2 separate regions of the Zea mays genome follow, and region 1 is linked to region 2. A link is a contact called in public Hi-C data. All regions are on one chromosome and are shown on one strand. The core of a region is the stretch at or near the end of the contact, and the rest is flanking DNA. Distances in the headings are between cores, read along the strand shown. Region 1 has its middle 26 kb from the start of LOC103643845. Region 2 has its middle 85 kb from the start of LOC100303949.

Evidence for each region. A called contact is a pair of places that touch in the nucleus more often than the background predicts.
Region 1: a contact with region 2 is called in a Hi-C map of ear, with 2.5 times the contacts expected there. The contact joins two enhancer-like sites. A contact is called at or near these places in 2 of 25 Hi-C or Micro-C datasets (ear and tassel).

What each region holds. Positions count from the first base shown.
Region 1 is chr4:148,152,442-148,155,156 of Zm-B73-REFERENCE-NAM-5.0, reverse strand. No RefSeq gene overlaps it. Among protein-coding and RNA genes, the nearest start is that of LOC103643845, 26 kb to the right of the region's middle. Within about 2 kb of position 1,291, at least 10 of the 20 cell types and tissues checked have an H3K27ac peak or open chromatin away from gene starts, as enhancers often do. A contact at or near this core is called in ear and tassel, where this site is marked.
Region 2 is chr4:147,890,909-147,893,677 of Zm-B73-REFERENCE-NAM-5.0, reverse strand. No RefSeq gene overlaps it. Among protein-coding and RNA genes, the nearest start is that of LOC100303949, 85 kb to the left of the region's middle. Within about 2 kb of position 1,402, at least 18 of the 20 cell types and tissues checked have an H3K27ac peak or open chromatin away from gene starts, as enhancers often do. A contact at or near this core is called in ear and tassel, where this site is marked.

The sequences.
Region 1 (2,715 bases), core at 42-2,541, 260 kb before region 2:
ACGAGATTATTATATAATTAATGTCCAGGTGGTTGTCTAGAACGCGATCGCCACGGAAACTGATGGTTAATTTAAACCCCTGCCCCTCTTTCAGACTTGCAGGAGATCGGAGTACGCTCGGGTGAAGGTATCACATAAACAAATCTGTCTCTTAACATTATAGTAGTATCTATGTACTGACTTTGAATCGGTCTGCCGTCTCCGTCTGCTATTTTGTTTCTTAAACATGGAAATGTAAGAATATTTGTTGGGTATAATCGGTCTACTCTTCATTTCTTGAAGATGGAATTGAAAGAATAATTGATGGGTATAACCTTGGCTGAGTCCAATAGTTCTCTAAACAACTCTCTAAATTTTAAATTTAAGAAGTGAACAGAAAAATGCTTCTCCAATAGTTCTCTAAATAGACTTGCTAAATTTACTTAGTTGCTATTCAACTCTATTTACTCTCCACATTTAGCAACTCGGTAGGAACTCCCTAAATGCAGTTGACGTCAATTTCTTCACACTAGCGTGATTAATTTTCTCTTTCCCACACAGTGAGATAGCCAGGTATAGCACGCTCTTTTTTCATTTTCTAGCATAATGAGGTAGCTAGGTCAAACACGTATGACACAAGTTTCTCCTTCACCGTCGAACCCAACTTCCTCATAGGTTGCGCCACCGGACCATCACTCATCCATAGTTCATATCGACCGACCTTTTTTCTTCCGCCCTCACATCCTCTGCTCTCAACCTTATTATCACGCAGATCTCATAGGGACAGGGCCACTAAAGCTAGATTCAAAATCGAACTACTTTCTAAATATGATCAACTATTGGAGACTAAGAGCAACTCCAAGAGACTAGGTATATGGTTTTGTAAAGATAAATTTAACTAATATTAAAAGAAAATTGTATCCAATAGACTCTGTAAACGACTCTTCAAATTTAGTGGCTCTCTATTTCTCCATCTTCGCTCTCCAATTTTGGATAGCCTGCTTCACTCTCTATTCAGTCCGTAGGTTTACCGAGTCTGTTGGATTAGCCTACATTTTTTCTCTAAAATCTATTTTAGAGAGTAACTAAATCAGTAAATTTGGCTAGTCTTTTTAGCTAATTTTTTGGAGTTGCTCTAAGTTATTTTTTACTTCCAATAGCTATTTAGCAACTTGCTAAACATGATTTTAGCAAGCTATTTTTTAAAGAACTACTGGAGTTGCTCTAAGCGAGCAGTTTTGGATCCACACGCTTGGGCCGCGGCATCAGCCATCAGGCAGGCAGAAAGATCGCGCACGGCCCAAATCTTCTCGGCCCGGATGCGGCGTCTCGCTTGGGCCGCTGCAAGTTGTTACCGGTAGAGCATTTTATCACACAGGTATACCGTCAAAGTAAAATGATTTCTATTCACAATCTGGATTCTATAATTTTATCCAAACATGCCTTCTGTCATTTCGACGAAATCACACGAGCAATCCACAATGCCGCTGCCAGTTAGACAAGTTTCCCCCATCGGACAACTTTTTCGGCGCGTGTTGACGTCGCCCTGTCACGACTCACGACCGTGCCAGCGGTCCCGGACACTGACCACGCCTACGCGAACGGAAACGGTAAAAAAACCTCTCTCCTAATTCAGTTATCACATTTTTTTATCGATACTAAGAGTTAGATAGCCATAAACGAGAACGGTCCAGATATATGGTTACACGAAAATAGATTAAAACGAATGGAACGTGTCGTAAATGGAAACTTTAGGAAAAAAATATCGTAACATCACTCAATAAACTACAACTTTAAAGGTTTAGGACGTTTAAAAGTCAGTACAAGGACATAATCTTTTTAAAGACCAACAATTTATGCAAATACGATACTTTTTCGGTTAACATTCATCGATCTTTAACCTCAAATTTGCAAATACAAAAAAAAACAAGAGGGAGTAACATCAAACATTATGTAAGTGAGCCCTAATCCACCATGCCACCATAGGCATCACAGTTCACATCCTATCCAGATAGCGCGACCAAAATAGGGAAAAGCAGGCATATCCCAAAAAAGGAATTTTGAGTATACAAACGAAAACACATCGAACCATTTTCGTTCTCGTTCCCACAATTAGTATCATATTTCCATGACATTCTCGTTTTTCTCTCACAAATATGAAAACGGTTCGAGTAAAATCGGAATATGATACCGGACAAAACAGGATTTTTGTCGCTCATTTTCATCCCTATCTAGAATATGTCCACTATCCCTCTGCCAACCACGTGGCATAACCATACAAGGATAAAAATAGGATGGATGTTAGTTCGTTTTGAAAAGATTTTGAAAAAGGTCAAAATCTTATATAGGCCGCTCATATCTGAATCTAAATATTAAATATCTAACCATATCCAAATACAAATGCTCAAAACTAGATTTCTGTTATGGATTTGAGATGGATATTAATATCCAAATGATTTGTATTCGACCCTAAGATCGAGTAGAACATAATAATTAACACTACACCTAAGTAACTCTATTTTTTTATCAGCAACTACTTCTAATGGATACAAGTAAGCTCGTCTAGACCACACTCCTATGGCCCGCCTCCTCTACGGGACCTACTTCCACCCTATTCCACTCCAATCCTTAGCCAAACAAAAGGACACCTACACAACAAGATAATTGATACAAATGATATGCTTGTTCATTGCTTGACAATTTGATCAGGAAGCTTGGGTTTCAATAGTCAAACTA
Region 2 (2,769 bases), core at 153-2,652:
TCTGAATTTCAGTGTTTGAGCTCAACTTTGAGCCCTTATAACTTCCAAATTATTGAGGTTTTGTCCTAGGTCACCACATCAAAATTGTAGACCTATCAAAGGTGAACAACTTTGCTTAAGGGTGTGAGCATGGTTGTTAAGAAAAAACTGGAGAAAAACACACTCAAAGTCAGACTGTCAGGCTGGGAAAATCTGAATTTCAGACTGACAGTGTAACTATAGAGACTTTGGGCAAGAATTCAAGCTTGATTTATTAGGAATTTGACCAAGGTTGCTATGAAAAAATTGTAGCTGGTTTGCAGCTCTACAACTTTGCTGTAGAGGTTTGGGTAGGTTGCCATGAAAATTTTCGAGAAAAACTGCCCTAGAACTTGGCTGTCAGGTGCACTAAATGAGTTCTCCCATGGTACAGTGCCTGAACCAGATCAGACTGCCAGCACGACAACCTCACCGTCGACGACCTTTCTGCCCGTAGATTTGTGTCGTCGCCTTTCTGATTCGCGCGCGGTATGGTGTGGATAACGCTGGGAAGGAATAACCTGCACGTGGCGCCATCTCCCAAGCCTAGCGGGGAACTTCACCGGCGGCCACCGTGGCTTGGTAACTTTTGCCGTGGTGCCGCTCATGCCGCGATCTGCCTCACTGTGCCTCCTACCGACATGGTATGCATGTGCTTGTGATGCTATCCGTGGCCGGAGACCATCTGTCGGGTCGCCGTGGCTATAAATAGCACGGTGGTCCATGGCGAGGTGAGATCATCCCACACCGTGAGTTGCATTGGAGCCGAATTCGCGCCACCTCTGTCCCCTTCTCTCAAATTAAGTGTGCGTAGTAGAACTAGAGTTCTTTGTGAAGCCATAGCACCCGCTCCCACCCTTAATCATCCACCCGAGCTCTTGAATTTCAAATTTCCCCCAAATTTGTCTCCGCCACCGCGAAGAACAGTTCCACCGTTGCCAATCCGTTCTGGTAAGGCACCGTCCAAATCAAGCGTTGTTTTCATGTCTCCTCATGTTTGTGAAGCTCACTGTGGCACTCATTTACCTAGTTCAACCATGATTTGGTGGGAACATGTGTTCGTAAGCTCGGTTTCCGCCATAATCGTGGTGAGGTAGTTTCCAGTAAGATTTATGTCTAGTAAATGGATGTTCCTAGGTCGCCTTAGGTCAGTGATGCCTCCCCGGTAATTAGCCATAGCAGCCATCACCGGCCATGGCCAGTACGAGCCGCGTCAGGGGTGATCTGCGAGCACACCATGGCCAGGGATGTTTGTGGGGAAGAAATGGAAGTTCGAGGGCATTTCTGCAAAGGGTCAGCGACTGTTTCAAATACTGTTTGGACTCCTTCGGGTTATTCAAAACTGCAAGGGCTTGTTCGCAAAGTCGCCATCGCGCGTGCGGGCGCGCGTGGGCGCGTCCCTATTCCTGTGCAGGCTGGGTCGTCTGGGTTACTTTCGGCCCAGTACTGTTCATGATTTTCTCCTTTTCTTTTTCTATGAAACTTTGAAAATCTATAGAAAATTGTAGAAAAACGATAAAAATGCCAAACCAATTTTCCTAGATTCCTAATTTTCCATAGTATTTAATAAAAATAGTTTCATGGTTTTTAAGTTAAATAGGGAATTTTGGAGTATTTAAAATAACATAAAACATTAGTTCTGGATTTTTAGAAAATAAATGGTAATTCCAAAAATTCCCAAACCTTTTTATTTTAACTTTAAACATTATTTAGAAGCCTTGGGTAGAGTTTGGTTTGAATTGGACCTTGTTTGATAATTAGAACCCACAACCCCCACCCCTGCCCTTTGAATTCCTTTAGTGACTCCGGAAACCCTAGTTTTCCGGTGAACCGTGAATTAAAATTGTATTCAAGAACCTTAGATAATAAATTCTTATTATCTTTGCACTCTCATGAGCATTACATGGCATTCATTCTTATATACACATATATATGGTGATGTTTAGAAAACGAAGAGGAAACCGAAGTAATTGAAGAGAAGACACCACCACCACCCTCGGAATCTCAGGCACGAAACTGTTTCTACCTCGATATCTGCGGGTCCAAACCTGACTCACCTATCAACGAAGGCAAGCCCCGGTGCATTTGCCACCTTCCTTGATGTTTTAAATCTTTCTCACTTGATTAATGCATTAGGTAATAGGAGTTGAATGCTTAAACAATTCCTGCATTACCTTCCTTGTACTTGATTACCTTCCTTGAAGCCCTGTTTTTACAAAAGGTTTTACTATGCTTAGTATTGCTCTAGCAAAACAAAAGGTTTGTTTTACAAAACATGATTGGCAAAGTGGGAAGGATGTTTTTGAAAATAAAACTTGATGGTGGATCTATCATGGCCGTGATGGGTTCAACATCGGAAAAGATGTACCTCTACCAGGTACCAAACTTTGGGTTTTAAATGATTAAGCTGAGACCAGGCGGGTGACTTGCACGAGAAAGGAGTCTCGGTGTAGTGTCTCCGTCTGAGTCGATTAAGGACCGTGTCGATGTAGGCCTGCTGACCGAGGACCCTTTAACTGGTCACATGCCTCGTCATGGGTAAGCCTTGCCTCGGGCAGACTAAGGCCAGAATAAGATAACACGGAATGGGCGTGGAGCGGTGGCGAGAGTAGCGTGTACCCTCCGTGGCAAGAGGCTGGACAGTGGTGTATCTGTGCTCTCGGTTCGCGTGAACCTGATCTGGTCTTAAGAACCCCGGTGGCGGGTTGACATATGCAAGGGTTAAGTGCTACATATGTCGTGTGATTGGAG